Regions from separate parts of the Mus musculus genome. Here all the other regions are linked to region 2. The links are chromatin contacts, called in public Hi-C and HiChIP or PLAC-seq maps. All regions are on one chromosome and are shown on one strand. The core of a region is the stretch at or near the end of the contact, and the rest is flanking DNA. Distances in the headings are between cores, read along the strand shown. Region 1 holds the start of Ccdc39 (coiled-coil domain containing 39). Region 2 has its middle 76 kb from the start of Gm38512. Region 3 has its middle 23 kb from the start of Dnajc19.

Region 1 (3,334 bases), core at 218-2,717, 1.6 Mb after region 2:
TTAACTTTTCAAATACCAGTGCATACTATTCTCCCTGGCTTAGTGTGTGGAACACACACAACTCAGCAACTGGCACTGGGAAGGCAGTTGGGATATTATGTTTGTCAGCTCACCTTTTGGATGGGCCGTAGGTAGGAGTGTTGTGCTGTGAGCATCTTGCTGTGGATGCCGTTCTGCTCTTATGTTAAAGCTGACTGACTTGATCAGAACTTCGATGGTGTAGAGTTGGAAACCCAGAGCCAAATTATCTTGAGCTATCTTTAGTCTCCTTAATAGCCAGCCGTTCATTGCCCATTTGACCAGGTAATGCTTGTTGGGCTGTACTAACTTAGCAAACCACTAGCTTTCACCAACCCCAAAGCTATGAATGTCACCAGATAGTATTTGAAACCTATGGATAGCACTGACTTCCCAACTATGCTGTTGTTGGGAAGAAGCAAAGGAAACTTACTCCAGGCAGTACCATTTCGTTTTCAGACTCCATTTAATCATAGGGATAAAGTAAATTCAAGGTCCCAGATCCCAGGGAAGCCAGGGGCTTCCCCATAGCTGAACATCTTCTGTTGTAAACGGTTGAGTCTAGACATCTCAGGCACAACTTCTCTGTCTTGCTGGCAGGGTTAAACAAGTTCATATGCTCCTGCCAGCGTCTTTGTCCCCTTATCACTCTTAGCTCTGGACCTAATGTCTTGGAGAATGAATTAAGGACCTTGAAGCCAGGTGCTCTGTACAGGCTCAGTCTCCCAACAGGTACTCCCATGTTTAACACATAATGTCAAAATACAATTGGATAACGCTGCAGTTCCCACCAGCTCCCCACTTTGAATTGTGTTACCATCCTATAACAATGCTGTATAATCTCCCACCCCGTACGTGGTTCAGATCCCAAACTGGCTGCCTCCCTGAGCACTCAGAAAATAAAGCCTTAATTTTTAAATTTCCATCTCTAAAGTGAGTTTTCTCAGCTTCCATCTCAAACCCAATACTAACAGTCTTTGGTGATGTTTTCATCAATGCATTGGAAAAATGCCTTGATTTATTGCTTCCTTTTCTTCTGCAATTACAAAAACGTAGTGAAGCAAGTTTCCATGCGAGAACATGCTATTTGGGGCAGCCTGGATCTGTGTTCCCAGATCATGGTCCCTTATATATGACTTAAGAACAAATCTGAAGCCACTTTTGGGTATTATACTATCCCTCAATCTGGTGGTCGTCCATCCTGCTATCCTGTAGTCCACCATCCTGGCACCCCAGGAGCCTATGCCTTCCATCCCCGAACTTTGTGGTCCTCTGGAGCACCCGAGCTTCCAGATTTGCACGTTTTGGAAGTCCTGGGAGTGTATCTATCCGTGCAAAGAGAGCTGTGCCTCACAGACACAGGCAAGCAAATTCTACCGGCTGCAAAAAGGACAAGGGAATTCTCAAAGGAAGTTCCGCCTTCCAGCCTGAGTGCTTCCTGTTTGGTAACTAAGGGCGCCTGGCTGTTGCTAGGGCCGCGGAATACAGACGGTTAGGCTTGGCTGCGAGCTCCAGGGAACGGTTTTGGGTGGCTTGTCTGTGATTCCTTTGAGCCTCGTACGCCATGTGCAGTGAGTTCTTGTCAGAGCTGCACTGGGAAGATGGGTTCGCCATCCCCGTGGCCAATCAGGAGAACAAGATCCTGGAGGATCAGGTGAGGAGGACCGGGTGGGATTTAGGGGAGAGACGACCAGAGGGGAACAGCTGAGGAATGGTAAAAGGGCTGGTTGAACGCCGCCAGGACTGCCAATGGATGACCAGGTAAAGACTAGGTAAGGAGTGTAAATAGAGGATGCTGGGCTAGGTGGGTATCCAGTGGGAATCCGGGGGAGGGCCAGGGAAGACCAAGTCCCACGTACAGGTGCCGCGCTGCTCATTTGCACCTCTTGTGGCCTGACTTCATCACTTAGATCTGATACTCCGGCCTCCCCACTTTCTCTCCTGCTCCTATCAGTTACTACACATTTGAAAGTTTTATCGAAGCAACAATTTCTATTCAGGGCCATAAAACCCGAGTCTCACTCTTCCAGCTGTTTCAGGTGCCAGCTAGCAGGCCTTTCCCATCCAATTAAGGATCACAAATGCATTTTTGGTGTTTCCTAGTAACCACCATTTACACATGTGCACACACAAGACACATTCTTGCCAGCATTTGTGTTTCTGTGATGTTTAAAATCGCTTGAGGTGCTTTCAAGGAAAACATTTTAGTGAAGTATGCAATATAGAGTTTCAGAGTGAGAATCGAGGTGTCACAAGATGGTGAAATATTTCACATTGTTAGGACAAACCTGCACCAACTAAAATACATGCAGTTTAAGTCGTTTTTTTGTTTGTTTGTTTTTTGTTTTTTTAATTGCAACCGGCTCCACAAAGTTAATGCATCTTTAGCAGTCACCCAAAGTCCCACGAAATGGTACTAGGGTGTGGGGAAGAGGGAACCAAGAATTGAAGATTTGTGCAAATTGACAAGGTAGAAGAGAATATTTTCTGCCCTCTGAAAGTGAGCATAAAAGACTTTTGGGTAAATCTTCTGAGAAGACTGGAACGTTTGGAATGCTCTGCTCTGCTCTGCTCTGCTCTGCTCTGCTCTGCTCTGCTCTGCTCTGCTCTGCTCTACTCTACTCTGCTCTGCTTTGCTCTGCTCTCCCCTCTGGTTAGGATTGGGCATTTCCCCTTAAGGACCATCAATATTAGGACAGATAAAAGATCACTGCTGGTGCCCGAGTCATAGCCGCCAATTGAAGGTTTGGAGCCAGCCCACCAACCTGATGGGTGTCTTGTTGAACTAGAGATGAGATGGGCAGGAGACACTGTATAATTAATATATTATTACATTGTATAAGAGGTATTTAGGAGAGCGATCCTGCTGGCTCTACAGTTAGCATTTGAATTTAAGGTTCTTGTCCTGTAGTTTTTATGCTCCTCCTTTCATTACGTTACCCTTCTTTCTTTTCGGGGTATGTGTTTGTGATGTATGGTGGTGGATGTGACTAAATAGTGTACATGTGTGCGCATGTGTGCAGAGGCCAGAGATCAAGCCTAAGCGCCATCCCCCAGGCTCTACTTCTACCTTACTTTTTGAGGCAGGGTCAATCTTACTGGGATCTGGGGCTACCAGATTAGGCTAAGATGGCAGACTAGTGAAGTCCTCCCAGCTCTGTTTCCTTTATGCTGGCGTTACAAGAACATGTCACATGGCTGGCTTTTTTTCCGTGGATGTTTGCAGAGAAATGTAGTTCCTTCCCTCCCCCTCTTTCCTCCTCTCTTCCTCCCTTTCTCTTCCTCCCCCCTCCTTTTTGTCAACACAAGCTGGAAT
Region 2 (3,173 bases), core at 582-3,081:
TGTACTGTGCCACCTCATCAAGCTTATTTGTTAGAGTTTAAGTTTCTGTGGCGTTTTCTACTTTACTATCATGCTACCTAAATAGATGTTTGCTTCTCCCTGTTCTAGTACACATGTACCCTTAATTTCCTTTTCTTGTCTTATTGCACTAGCTATGACCTTAAGTAAGAGAGAGATGAATGCTATCTTTGTCCTGTTAGGGTGGCTAGGGGAAAGATGTCCTCTTTTACCACTTTCACTTTAATATGTAATAGTGCTAGAGTATGTGCATTCATGTGCGTATGTGTGTGTCTCAGTGTGTGAGCGCACGCGTGTGTGTGTGTGTGTGTGTGTGTGTGTGTGTGTGTGCCCACCTTCTTTAGGCTGAGGAAAATTCTTTATACTTTTTACTTTTCTGAGACTCAGAGAATGTAACTGATTTCTTTTAATCTGCTCTATTGAGATGTTTGGTTTGCAACATTCTTCTCTGGACGTGGAGAAGGCAAAGAAGAGCATTTGACTCTTCAGCCCGACAGCAGCAATCTTCAAGTCAGCTCTCTGCCACTTCAGTACCCAACTCCCAGTCTCCACTATAAAACTAGGAATCTCTATCAATTGCCTCGGGAAGGAGGCACCTTGTGGTGGAGTGATGAGCTCTAATCTGGACAGCTGCCTCTTCTTATCTTTATGACCTTGGACAAATCATAAAACATCATTTCTAAAATCAGTACCGTAATTACCTTATCAAACTGTGGAGATACTTTCAAATGGTAATCGCTCTGAAGTACTCTACACATTTAAATTATCGTGGAGAGGATACATTCTTGGGGGATAGGATTCTTGTCAGTTCATTTTTTGTATCCCTAAGTAAATGCTTAATGTGGATCTAATTATTCTGCGCTATACATATCCAGCCCCCAGGGCCGCGGTGTGCTGGGAGAAGCGAATCATGTCTTCACTGCGTCACTGTCAGAATCCAGGGCTGTGATCCAAGACTGAAGTGCTGTCACCCCAGTCGAAAAACAATCAGACCATGTAGATGGTTAGCTGTCAGGAGCTGGAGAAAGAAAGCATTTTACAACATTGGCTCAGGTCATCCGCAAATGCTAGCTGTTGTTTTCGTTTTGATTTGGGAAGTATCCCCACTAGGTGACTGGAAGCCTGGCTAAGTGAAGAGAAACAGTATAGTTTGGTCTTTGCTTTTGGTTTTTTGTTTTGCTTTGTTTTGTTTTGTTTTGTTTTGTTTTTGCTCTCTCCTAGAGGAAAAATTTTGTTTCCCATGCTTGATGACAGAGGGTGAGAATGGGGACTTGCAGTCCCCAAAACCACAATGGGGCGTGAGGTTCCTTTTTCTGAGCATCGTACAGGCCACTAGGTGGCACTATTTACCCATCTATGTTTCTCTGCTGGTCCTCAGCAAGGATCTTAATTCTAAACTAGTGTGTTTTGTTGGGAGTGATGGTGAGAGAGAAGCGTGTTAGGAAGGAAAATACAAATGACCCTCCAGAATCAATCCGGAGGGCTGATTAGGGGTCAGCTCTCAGCCACGGTTACACTAGACTTGGCAGGCTTGTGTCCGACTATTTTTAAAACTGATTTTTAAGAGCAACATGCAATTAGTTTCCATTTTCTTAAACCTTTAACAAATGACAAGATAAAATGAAATGTCGGGGCTTGGGACGTGGGATTGAGGAGGTACCCTCGCATGCTTGTGTCCCTCTCTCTCCTAAAATCATTAATGAGGTCGGGGACCCCTGAGAACCTTAAAGCCGCTTCTACGTGAAGCTCTCCGCTGAATCAGCCACCATCGGGGAAGCCAAGCACTGGTGTCCCTTTGGAGATGGCATCTGGGGAAGCCGCCCTGATCTCCAGGCCCGGTGGTGCTCCCTTTCCGCCTTGGCATGTGCTACACAGTCCCTGAGGACTGTTATTTATCTGGAGACCACAGAGATGAAACAGGAATTTCAAACTGGCACATACAACTTTTGGTGAGAGAAATTAAAGATCTCTCTCTCTCTCTCTCTCTCTCTCTCTCTCTCTCTCTCTCTCTCTCTCTCTCTCTCTCTCTCGTCCCCAGATGACAGCCCTCAGAAAACACACTGAACAGCCCCAAGGACATAGAAACCAATGGTTGCCCCCACTTTGTTTCGGGGCCACGGAATCTGCCGTTACCTCTTCACTGTCCGTTTTAACTTTAAAATCGCCTTGCACGACTCTGCCTAGAAGCTTGGTAGTCATTCATTCATTTATTTATTTTGACTTAGAAATGACACAACTAGAATCATAGTTTTCTCCCTGTTCCGAATCTTCCCAAAGCTTTCTGCCTGCCCCGCCCCCGCTCTCCACCCCTACCCCCCACTCATGAGCTTCCATTTTCTCTGCTTTGTGGCATGTCTACCAGCACACACCACCTTGAGCTGATGTGTGATAAACAGCTAAATATAGTGATGGCTTTGGCAGCTTCCTCTCGACGCCTGTCACAGACCCCCTAAAATGGGAATTAAACAGGTTTAAGATACACAAGAGGCTCTGTTATGCTTGGGAAGAGAGGACACTTTCTATGTCGTGAGCAAGTACTCCTCTGTTTGTGTGTTCGTGCCCTGCTTTATCTAAGGAACAATAATGACTTTAATGGTTGTTAGCAGATGCTCTGTTAGATGCTCAGAACCCCTTTCAGCCGCCGGCCTCATCCAGAAAAGTCTTTATGTGAAACCCACACTGTGTAATCAGTGGTCCTGTGCGGGGGCTGGGTGCTGGCTAGATGACAGTCGCCGCTGCTCTAGATACTCTAACAGCAATGGCTGAAAATTGCCTTCAGCTGATTCTATGTGGAGAACTCATGATATCTGGAGTAAATTCACTCAGGTCTCCAGCCCCCACAGTCCTCAAGAAAGAAAGAAAAGCAGAGAGAGAGAGGGGGGGTGGGAAAAGGAGAGAAGGTTGGCTATAGTACATAGGAATTCCAGCTCTCTGGGGCTTTGACCACACCAGTGAATACTAATTATACTGAATGTGTCGTCTTCACAAACCAAACACGTATTCCCAGGAGACAGATAGTGCCACCAATCCAACTCATGATGTAACCTGGATTTAAAGCCAGGCCTCTCAGAGGGACAGGCAATCGGGTCTATTAACTCTCATGACACGTGCCAGCGCTTTCACTACCACCTTGACCTAAGGAACACATGAATGTA
Region 3 (3,030 bases), core at 95-2,594, 1.4 Mb after region 2:
ATTTAAAAATTCATAATTTTTTAATGTAGCTTGATGTTTTCTGTATAAAGTTTAATAATTTAGTATTGACAACCAAACACATTTCCCTATATCCTACAGAAGGCTAAGTTTGAACCCTGGCTTAAACAGTCCTTATTAAACACTGCATTGAACACACTCTTTACGCTAATCAGAGGAAAGGCAAATAGCACAGTAAGACTTATTGGGAGTTTGCCTCCCTTCAGTGGAGCCTGTTACTTGAGAAATTTGCTTATTAAAAGGGGAAATCTTACAAGGTGGAAAAAAATGTAAGCTCCATTCCTAACATTCAATTATTGCCCCAATCGGGTTTTTTTTGAGTGGTACAAACTATTAATTTACAAATATGGAGCCTTTCTCAGTGGCACGCTTCCAAAAGGCACCAGGTGTCTGATTGTATTCAAAATCACAACCCAGGGAACACTTAGTACAGTAAATACACAAAGGAAAAGCCTACTGAATTCCAATGTTGTTTCAAACCCATCTGCAATCAAGTATTTTCACAACCGAACATAAATTGCACCTACAAACGGGGAAAGGTTCTATGTGCATATCAGACACGCAACAGGCAACAGCCCTCGGAGGGAACCCACTCCTCTCCATAATGTCAAGACCTGGGATGGAAAGGCAAAGTTACAGAGTAGAGATTTCAGTTCTTATTATTTTCCAGTTTTTCTGTGTAAGCAGCAGACTCTAAGAGGATCAGCCCTATTCCGTGCCATCAGCGTTTTCCGAGTGCCATGTTTAAGTACTTCTCTGAAGATGCGTGAGTGTGCATGAAGATGAAAGGCTTATGAATATCAATAAATCCAAGAGTCCAAATGCAAGCCTTATCATTTTTCTAAAATGCATTCTGTTAGACACAGCTAAAGGATACTAACTGGAATTTGGCTTTCTGGGTTCATACTCTCAAGGTACAAATAGCGAAATATGCATTAAAGACTTTAGCATGCGATAGGCTAAAGAAGAGGAAAATCAATAAGTAGCCCCAATTCAAAATAACAAAAAAGGTCACTTTGCACTGCAGCCTACCTAACTGGATGGCTTCAACCCTCAAAACCAAAGTCATCACTATCAACCTTGGTTTCTGACTAGGAAGAGATCTAGGAAGCTCAGCTGCTGAACAGCAAGCAAGCCTAAACTTTCAAGACTGAGGTCTGGCTGCCCTTGAGGGTTCACCACCTTTATCTCCCCTGAAAAAAAAATGCCAATATAAAAATTCTAAAATACCTTCATAAGCCCCAAGGAAAGCCTGTGGACAGAGAGATGATGTGATAGACTCCTTCCTTCCTCTCCTCAGCCGCTTCTCCTCTGTGCGGCTGCTAGCGAGCGAGAGCATGGAGAGTCAGCCGCATATTTAATTAGAAGCAAGCTGCTGCTTCGCTATCAGTGTGAGGATCTACCTCTCCAATCTCTTGTGAGTCAATCTTTCCCATCTCTGATTTTCTTTTATATTTATGCTAGAATATTTAATTGTAGACAAAAGGTTACTCTGGCTGTATTCACTGCACAGAGGCACAATAATCTGCTTTAAAAGGCTTGACATTTCAGGCTTTTCAAAAAGGCTGAAAAAATTATATCCCTGCTTTTGTTAATCAATGAAGTAGAACTCTCCTGAACAAAAGAATTAAATTGCTTGGTTGGTTTAATAAAACCAACAGAAATAGCTGCTTCCTTTGGGCTTTATTGTGTAGGCATGGCACACGCACCCAGCACTGTAATTCCATATGATTCAGGGCAAAACTCTAATTTCTGCACACAGTTGGGTTTTTAAATCCTATTCAGACCCTATCCATTCTGGCTGGCTCTCTAAGGCCAGATTTATCATTAAACTTGACTCTTTTTCTGAAGTGTGGCAACCATATAGCAATTTTAATTTTGTTCCCATGCCTGTAACCCTCCAAAAAAACTGTCCATTAAAAATATATTAATCTAAATATTACCTTTTTGTTCTGTTTAGTCTGGAGCTAATGGTTTTACACATCTTTCCAGTTATTTAATTAGGAAAAAAAAAGGATTGGAGGGAGTGAAAATGTGGCAGGAGCTTAGTTGTGAACCTATAAAATAGTGCCTTTTTAAAAAACACACCCCACGATCAAACCAGAAAATAACCATTTTGTTAAATTCCTATTTGCAGCCTAGGTTTGCAAGTAATACTGGGTATTTATTGGCAAAAGACCTCAGAACTTCCGGGTTAACCAAGCTGATTGCAAAAGATGAAGCAGATGACCACTGTTTTATCTAATCACAAGGCAGGTCTCAGTTTTACTGAGAACACAAAACTGTCTAGGGAGGTGGCCCTTTCTCAAGAGCTTTCAGATGGGTCCTTTTGTTCTGTTTGTGTCAAACACGCGGAGAAAGGAACATGTTCTTCCAGGGTTCTATGTGGAAGGGGCTAAGAGTTCAGATGGTTCAGGACACACTCTCGAGGATGTGGAGGAAGATCAGGGAAGGGGGGCATTGGTTGGATCAACCATTACCACCCAACCCCAAGCTTTACACATTGAGAGCTACAGAGAGCATTTTTCCAAGATAATGATGGAGATAAGTGCCAACAGACATATTTATGCCAGACACTGCCTAATGCTGCTTCTGACCTAATCCTGGAGCTGAAGGTCACACAGAGGTCATCCAATCCCTATAGGTTTTGTCAGCCCCCACCCCCCGTGGAGATAATGAATGGCTCAAACAAATCTAGCCATAGTAAGTGCTCAATAAATGGAGACTACCATTGTGCTTACAACCCCTGTCTAATCCATTTCACATTGGCAGGGATTCGCAATAGCTGTGCCTCATTACCAATCATATGCCAGTAGCTCAACTGGAGACCCTGGTTTTCTCTAACAAAGACATGCCTTGCTGCAAACATGGGGTGGGAGATTACATTGTTGCCAAAGTGGAGTAGGCAAGTGTGGGGAGGTGTCAGGGATGTCCTAGCTCAGACATATAAAACTGCATCTCCTCACACTTTCCACTCTCTGTCACAACAGATGAGGTTTAGGCTACTTGTTA

The links. Hi-C and Micro-C count contacts between places; a contact is called where the count stands out from the background. HiChIP or PLAC-seq counts read pairs in DNA pulled down with a chosen protein or histone mark.
Region 1: a contact with region 2 is called in a Hi-C map of forebrain, with 5 times the contacts expected there. The contact joins the promoter of Ccdc39 here to the enhancer-like site in region 2. A contact is called at or near these places in 10 of 39 promoter capture datasets (the 3T3-L1 cell line, 3T3-L1-derived adipocytes, the C10 cell line and 5 more), 1 of 15 datasets of contacts at CTCF or cohesin (large pre-B cells), 15 of 484 Hi-C or Micro-C datasets (B cells, CD8 T cells, the G1E-ER4 cell line and 8 more), 3 of 115 datasets of contacts at active chromatin or transcription factors (bone marrow-derived dendritic cells, embryonic basal ganglia and embryonic forebrain) and 2 of 9 other capture datasets (adipose tissue and liver).
Region 3: an H3K27ac HiChIP or PLAC-seq map of VIP interneurons shows a contact between it and region 2, with 11 times the contacts expected there. The contact joins two enhancer-like sites. A contact is called at or near these places in 2 of 39 promoter capture datasets (cranial neural crest and second pharyngeal arch cranial neural crest), 1 of 115 datasets of contacts at active chromatin or transcription factors (VIP interneurons) and 2 of 9 other capture datasets (embryonic stem cells and embryonic trunk).

What each region holds. Positions count from the first base shown.
Region 1 is chr3:33,842,443-33,845,776 of GRCm38.p6, reverse strand. Ccdc39 (coiled-coil domain containing 39) reads left to right here and starts at 1,467. Exons shown (of 20, transcript NM_026222.2): 1 at 1,467-1,672. The coding sequence starts at 1,583.
Region 2 is chr3:35,480,704-35,483,876 of GRCm38.p6, reverse strand. No RefSeq gene overlaps it. Among named protein-coding and RNA genes, the nearest start is that of Gm38512, 76 kb to the right of the region's middle. Within about 2 kb of position 1,831, at least 23 of the 459 cell types and tissues checked have an H3K27ac peak or open chromatin away from gene starts, as enhancers often do. A contact at or near this core is called in VIP interneurons, cortical neurons, embryonic forebrain and 1 more, where this site is marked.
Region 3 is chr3:34,102,790-34,105,819 of GRCm38.p6, reverse strand. No RefSeq gene overlaps it. Among named protein-coding and RNA genes, the nearest start is that of Dnajc19, 23 kb to the right of the region's middle. Within about 2 kb of position 1,344, at least 22 of the 459 cell types and tissues checked have an H3K27ac peak or open chromatin away from gene starts, as enhancers often do. A contact at or near this core is called in VIP interneurons, where this site is marked.